Linked DNA regions of Mus musculus: region 1 is linked to region 2. The links are chromatin contacts, called in public Hi-C maps. All regions are on one chromosome and are shown on one strand. Each heading gives the region's core, a stretch centred on a gene start, on an enhancer-like site or on the middle of the called end of the contact. The rest is flanking DNA. Distances are from core to core; before and after follow the strand shown.

Region 1 (3,777 bases), core at 236-2,735, 72 kb after region 2:
CTGGCATGCCCACCATGTGAACCCCTACACCATGAAAGACATGGAGCCTGGCACCATCCCCAACTATTCACAGTGAGTAGCTGCTGCTGGCACTGCACAACCCCGCAGATGTCCCAAGGACAACATCTGCCTGTCTCAGTTGAGTGTTGAGGTCCCTCCACCTTCCAGAATCTTCGCTGCACTATAGCAGAGTGCCTGCCCAAGATAAAGAGTGAAGAAAAGGTTTACTTGAGTGCATGGGTCTGCTGGTGGTAGGTGCCTCTCTGTTATGTGCCCTGGCATTAGCTCCACTGGGACCAGTGTAGGGCAATTAAATTAGCATGGCCTGGCCTGGCCTGAGGCCTAGGAGATATTTTCAAGGCCTGAGTCTATGCGCCCAGGGTGGAACACTCCTGCTCCCTGCCTGTGTCACACTTGTCCTTGAGGAGGCTCAGTCAGGCTGTCAGAGCCTCTCTTCCTTCATTTGCTCAGGGCTCAGCAGCAGCTTCTGGCCCTCATCCAGGACATGACTCAACGGTGCACAGTCCCCCGCAAGGTGAGGCTCTGGCAGAAGGGTATGGTGCCCCTGGGGTGGGCTGGAAGGGAGCGGGGTGCTGTGGAATCCTGTGTGAGGGGTGTGGACCACTGAGCTGAGCAGGGCACTATCTGGACCCTGTGTTCCCCACCAAGCCCTGTGGGCCTGCAGGCCCTTGGAATGGGCCGTGTGAACACACCGGCCTGGTTTCAGAGTGGCCCCTGCTCTTCCTCACTTTCCCAGTCTCCTGTCACCAACCCACCCCCTGTTCTTGTTTCCTCTGAGGTCGGGCACCTTGTTCTCTTGGGACACAGAGCACCTTTCACTTTGAGCACCCATCTGTCCCTGAGCAAGGTGCTAGGATATCCCTGCCCGGAGCATGGCAATGCTAAGTCGGGAGAGGGCCTGCTCTTCTCTCTGCCTATTGCACCCTACCCCTTCCTGCAGAGCCCTGCTGCCTGAGGCCCCTCCCCTGCCTCTCACCCCTGGTGTGGGGCCTGGGAAGCCCGGTTGCTCATGGCACAGCCTGATTGTTCAGAGGCTGTTCTGGATTTGCTTATGTGGCAGGGTGCTGAAGCAGGGAGGGGGTGTCAGGCCCCAAACCCAGTACTGATGGCTGAGCCTGCTCTCTTTCCTGTCCCCCTGTTCCTCCCGTGACAGCCTCCTGGAGGACCACAGAAGTTAGTACGAATTGTCAGTGTGGACAAAGCCGCTGTCAGTCCTCTGACTTCATCCTTTGACCAAAGCCAGTGGGATTCTGGCAAGGAGGAAGGTGAGGCCTGGCTGGTTGGCATAGGGACCATGTGGGCATTGGGGGTCACTTCTGAGCAGTACCATCAAGGTGGTGTCTCTCACTCGGGCCGGGGGCTGTTGTCTGTTTGTTTAGATGTTTTGCATGCATGTATGTATGTATGTATGAACGTACTTATGTGTACTATTGACATGCAGTGTCCCCGGAGGCCAGTAGAGGGCATCAGATCCATTGTGATTGAGTTACAGGTGGTTGTGAGTCACTATGTGGGTAATTGGAATTAAAGTCTGTTGAAGAGCAGCCAGTGCTCTTAACAGCAAAACCATCTCTCCAACATCCCCCCACCCCAGGCTGTTTTTTACGGATCATAATAAATATCTACCCACCTTCTGAACAGCAACTGAGCATCACATTTGATGTCTTCTAAATGGCCGTGCCCCACTCTGAGGCCCGACCCAGTGAAACTATACAAAAGCTACTAGCCCACAAGTGTGTGCAGGAACAGTAAAACCTACCAATCGCCCAGTGTTCTGTAAGGAAGGTCACTAGGTGACCAGTGTATGCACGTGGTCATGCTAGAGGTCTGACTGGTGTAAGCCCACGGGTAACAACTACAGAGTGAAGCTGATCAGAAGTGAGTCTGGTAGTAGGGAAATAATTCGTTTTCTTTAAGACAGTTTGGATGCCTAATCTAAGCTGGGTACTGGGGCCTAGGAGATGGCTCTGCTGTTAAGAACACTTACTGCCCTTGGAGAGGGCCCGGGTTTGGTTACAACACCCAAATTAGACAGCTTACAACCACTTGTAACTCCATCCTACAGGATCCAATGCTGTCTTCTAGCCTCTGCAAGCAATGGTATGCGCGCACACACACACACACACACACACACACCACCAAAACATGTAAAAGTAAAAATAAACCTTTTCAAAAATAAGGTTGATATTGAAAACAGGAGCTACCTAAATAACCCAGGGTCCAGGAGGGAGGAGGCTGAGGACGCTGTGGCCTGAGGGGCAGGGATGAACGGCATGGATGAGGAGGGGGAAGAGTTGGGGTGAAGGGCAGGACCCTCACACCCTTCAGGAGGAACCAAGCTCCTCCTATCCTCAGAGGTTCATTCTGAAGAGCTGTGAGCTCTGTAGCAGCTGTGCCAGCATGCACAGTTAGCATAGCAGCTGTGCCAGCATGCACAGTTAGCATAGCAGCTGTGCCAGCATGCAGTTAGCAGCACTGAAATTGAGAATGCCCCCCACAATCAGTGTCTCCTGGGAGAGAGGGGGCAGGGACACAGGTGGGAGATGGTCACAACCTCTGTCCTCTGCAGGTGGTCCTAGCGTGTGCTTCTGGTCAGAGAGCTGCTTCACCCTGGCACCGTACACCCTGGTGCACCCCCACAGGCCTGCCCGGCCCCGGCCTGTGCTGTTTGTGCCTAGATTAGTTGGAAGGATCCTGGGTAAAAAGCTGTGTCTCCTCCAAGGTTTTAAGCAATGTTCAGCAGGTACGTGCTCCTCAGTCAAGCGACCAGAGCAGGGGACCATAAATTCAGAGATACTATAACTGAGGGCCACAGATGGGACACTGAATGGTGACAACTGTCTCATGGTTCCCAGGATGTCTGACCTCAGGGCCTCACCAGAGTCCTGCTCTCTGGGGGCTGCAGGTGTGGGTCCTTCCTGGCTCATCCAACACTTTAGGTGTGTGGGAAGTCCCCAGTCCCATCTTGGCTTTGGTCATTTCAGACCAGTTCAGTATGTGTGTCTTTGTCTATACATGACCTTCTTAGGGGCTATCATAACCAAGTATTGTTTCACATAAAGACCCTACTTCCAAAGAAAGTCCATTTTGGGTTCTTATGGGCATGAGAGAGATGGGACATTACCCCTCCCTCCAACACAGGCACATTGAAAACAGATGCCTTAGCAGGGCAGCATGGCTTGAGGGTTCTGTCAGTTTTCTATCAGCCACGAGGCAGTTTCATTTTATTTTTTTATTTGAGCCAAAGTTTCTCTGTATGGCTCTGTAGACCAGGCTGGCCTTGAATTCAGAGATCCAACATGGAGGCTTCATGAAAGTGCTTTCTAGGGCTGGTGAGATGGCTCAGTGGGTAAGAGCACCTGACTGCTCTTCCTGAAGGTCCCGAGTTCAAATCCCAGCAACCACATGGTGGCTCACAACCATCTGTAATGAGATCTGACTCCTTCTTCTGGAGTGTCTGAAGACAGCTACAGGGTACTTACATATAATAAATAAATCTTTAAAAAAAAAGAAAGTGCTTTCTAATATGCAGGCCCATAGGCTCAGGAAAGACTGACAGGGCTAGGTTACCTACACTGTGAGCTGACAGAGTTCATCCTAGTCTCTTGACTTTCAGAAAAGAGAGGGAAGCAGGCCCCATCCAAGAGGCTCCTCCAACAAACACCTTCCTTGGCTAGCATTCATGGGAAAGTGGAAGACACTGAGTTCTGGGAGCCCATGAGTTCCTCTAGAATCAGCTACCTGGGTTCAGTCGGG
Region 2 (3,604 bases), core at 709-3,208:
GCCTGGAGAGATGGCTCAGTGGTTAAGGGCACTGATTGCTCTTCCAGGTTCCCTGAGTTCAATTCCCAGCAATCACATGGTGGCTCACAACCATCTGTAATGGAATCTGGTGCCCTCTTCTGACGTGCAGGAAGAACACTGTTCATAGTAAATAAATTTTTTTAAAAAAAGAAAGGAGCGACGGAGGGAGGGAGGGGGGGAGGGAGGATGGAAGGAAGGAAGGAAGGAAGGAAGGAAGGAAGGAAGGAAGGAAGGAAGAAAGGAAGGAAGGAAGGAAGGTGAAAGCAGCAGCTGTTTCAGTAGTGCACCTGTAAGCTCTGGCTGGGCTTGTTTTAGAGTTTTCTGATCGTCTGACAGCCCTAGGGAACTAGGCTCAGCCGCCTGTCTCCAGTACCAATTAAAGAGACAACAGTGAACAGCAGAGAAAGGGGGTTTAGTTGGTGTGGCCACTTTGGGAGGTAAAACAGATGGGAATGGAACAAATTGGGGGCGGGGGTGTGTCCTGGTGTGAGCTCTAACTCTGAATAGGGCAGAAGAGCTGTGTAGCCAAGCATGCTTGGTCACGGGACGCTCCTGTCTGTTAGGAGACCTCTGCAGAGCAGGGGTTTCCCTGTCGGACCCCAGAATAGGCACAAGCCACCAGGAACAAAGGTGAAGAACAGCAGCAAATGACTCGGCAGGTGTAAGGGGGGATGGGCGGGCCCAAGACAGGGTCTCTGTGTACCGTTGGCTATCCTGGAACTCACTCTGTATGTACACCAGGCTGTCCTGAAAATCAGAGCTCCACTTGCTTCTGCCTCACAGTGCTGGGATCAAAGGCGTGTGCTGCCATTGTTGGCTGCTGGTGTCATTTTTAAGAAGAGAGAAGGGGCCGGGCGTGGTGGCGCACGCCTTTAATCCCAGCACCCGGGAGGCAGAGGCAGGCGGATTTCTGAGTTCGAGGCCAGCCTGGTCTACACAGAGAAACCCTGTCTCAAAAAACCACACAAAAAAAAAAAAAAAAAAAAAAGAAGAGAGAAGGGGAGGCCTGTGTTAGGATGGGCTAGCATGCGGTGGTAAGGTTTGGTTTGGTGTATTAATTACATGAACCAAAGGGGGCTTCGGATTGCTGGACTTCAATACTTTAACAGCTGGCCCCTGGCAGTCAGCCTTAGGCGGAGGAAGTGGCCAAATAAGGGAAGAGACCTTGATGGCTAGCTTTAGGAATGTAATCTAATGTTTGTTTGTTTTGTTTTGTTTTGTTTTTCTTTAGCAAGGCAGAGGGAATGGGCACAAGGGAAAGATTGCCAGAGCCAAGCTCAGCACATTCAAGCTGGCCAGAGTCCATCCACCTTCCCTCGCTGGCCAGTCCTCTTGGCTCTCATTATCCTGCCTGCACACACTGTGCTCCGACAAGCTGCCAGAGCTGAGGACACCGTCTTCTCAGGCCTTTCTCCTCTCCCAGCATGGGATGGGGAGGGGGGCGTTGAATTTCTTGGTGTACATTGTTTCAAAAGTTTGACAGCCAGAGGCACAAATGCCCCTCCACCCCCCAGTGGTCCCAGCAGTACAGGAGAGTCAGGGCCTTGCACATGGTAGGCCAGTGCTCTACCCCTATCTACATCCGGCCTGCCAACTTTGGTTTTTGAAACAGAGTTTCACCAGGTGTCGTATGCTGGCCTCAAATTGTCAATCTTTCTTGCTGCTGCTTCCCGAGTGCTGGGATCACATGCCTGCACTACTACCCCGGGCTTCTGGCTCAATGTATGACCTGCATCATACTTATATCAAATGCCCCGGATCATTTACTGTTTCACCATCGTAGGTTTTCTGTGCGATCACGTGTTTGACTCTGACTCCAGGTCTGGGCTGGTTTAATCTACTGGAGCTTTTGCAACGCGATGACGTCCTATGGCTGCCATTCCAACACCTGCGCTCACTGTCGCCCTCAGCCACTAGGGGGCGCAGCGATAACACTCACACGGACTCCGCCGCCTACGCAGGAGGTCGTGTGACGAGGTCCGCGCGGACGAGCCCCGCCCACAGACCACGTGACCCACGCTGCCCGCTGAGCCTGGGGGTCTTCGGCCTGGAGGGTGATTGCGCAGGTGAGCTGGGCGAGCTGGTGAAGGCTGTCTCCGGCCCCAGAGCCTCCGGAGGAGCGGCCTCCTCCAGGCAGGCAGGGCCGACTGTCAGCGAGTTCCTGCTTTGGAGAATCGAGCAGAGACACGCGGCATAGGTGAGACCCCCGACCCAGGCAGCCACGGACGGTGACCTTAGTAAGACAGCAGGCTCCGGTAAAGTCCGGGATTCTAGTTCGTGCCCGCAGTACCAGGCGGGCAAAGCTCTGTGTGTATGTGACGCAGGGGGAAACTGAGGCACAGAGAAACCGAGAACCTTCACTTTGACCTCCCGTGTCTGACAGGTTGGATTTGGACACGCCTGTGCCTGGTGACGCAGCGATCCAGCTGCTTTCCAGAAAGCAAGCTTGAGGTCACCAGGTCAGCCGTGGCCTCTGAGTTCAGTTCCTTCCCATGTTTTTTTCTCTAAATTGTGGCTGAGAGAACGGGCCTCAGCTGCCTGCTCCCAGTTTCTGGGACTTTGTTCTAATGCGTGTGTTTCTGAGTTGCGCCCTGCGGCCTCCTTGGAGGGTCCTGGAAAATGCAGATTCCCACCCTGCCCCGCAGAATTTGAGCCTGCGAGTGTCCTTAGATGCTGAATCATGGTCAGTGTCACTTACGTCTGGAAGGGCCAGGTGGAGCTGGGCCTTACTCGGCAGTAAAGACAAAATGGGTCTCTGGTCTTCGAGCCAGATCCACACACTGGATCTTTCTGTGGCTCATTATGGTGGCTCATTATGGCCGCTGGGCACCTGAAAGACCAAGGCGTGATTGGAGGGTAGGAAACTGCAGCCTACGCAAGCACTCCAACTCCCTCAAGATGCTGGAGAATCACTCACCATGGTAACGGATTTCAGTCATGCCTACGTAACCGAAGGCCCACAGAACTGAACAGAGCTGGCTGTGGTCTCCAATGCCAGAAAGCCCAGCGTGTAGGAGATGGTGGCAGGGACCCAAGCCATCCCTGGCTTCATAGCAAGTTAAGGCAAGCCTGGGCTACTGCAGACCCTGTCTCAACATGGCAGCCACGTGGGTTCAGAGACCATCCCAGTTGATCAACACATTTGAGTGTTGGGAGCCTGGGAGCCACTCCCAACCGTTCTCCACCCATTTCTTCATTCTGGCTGTTCTTGAGTTACAGCTTTCAAAACCAACCAACCAGTAAATATAAGTGAAGTGCTTTTCTGAGTTCTGTGAGATAGTCTAGTGAATTGCCAAACTTGGTGCATGGTGTAGGGGTCCTCGGAACCACCATGGTCTATAGGCAGTCCATCAGAGAGGTATGGCGGCAACCTGGGGCTTACTGGCATCTAGGCGTGGCAGAGCCCCAGCCGGGTCATAGTTAACAACCCCCTCCTGGACTGGAAAACTGGGGAGCCACTAGCCGGAGAAAGTCACAGGAATTGTGGGTAAACACTGCCAACCAGAAGCACCCTGACTCACCAATGGCCACAGTTGGTCCCCAAGTGCTAATCAGTATTCACAGCTGCCTCTTCTGCAGCCGG

Evidence for each region. A called contact is a pair of places that touch in the nucleus more often than the background predicts.
Region 1: a contact with region 2 is called in a Hi-C map of the N1E-115 cell line, with 4 times the contacts expected there. The contact joins the enhancer-like site here to the promoter of Gaa in region 2. A contact is called at or near these places in 4 of 484 Hi-C or Micro-C datasets (the HL-1 cell line, the N1E-115 cell line and embryonic stem cells), 2 of 115 datasets of contacts at active chromatin or transcription factors (embryonic stem cells and pancreatic cancer cells) and 4 of 9 other capture datasets (adipose tissue, embryonic stem cells, liver and 1 more).

Annotation. Positions count from the first base shown.
Region 1 is chr11:119,338,401-119,342,177 of GRCm38.p6, forward strand. It overlaps Card14 (caspase recruitment domain family, member 14), which reads left to right. Exons shown (of 23, transcript NM_130886.4): 17 at 1-72; 18 at 472-535; 19 at 1,175-1,286; 20 at 2,591-2,764. Among named protein-coding and RNA genes, the nearest start is that of Sgsh, 15 kb to the right of the region's middle. Within about 2 kb of position 1,486, at least 23 of the 459 cell types and tissues checked have an H3K27ac peak or open chromatin away from gene starts, as enhancers often do. A contact at or near this core is called in the N1E-115 cell line and pancreatic cancer cells, where this site is marked.
Region 2 is chr11:119,266,005-119,269,608 of GRCm38.p6, forward strand. It overlaps Gaa (glucosidase, alpha, acid), which reads left to right and starts at 1,959. Exons shown (of 20, transcript NM_008064.4): 1 at 1,959-2,218.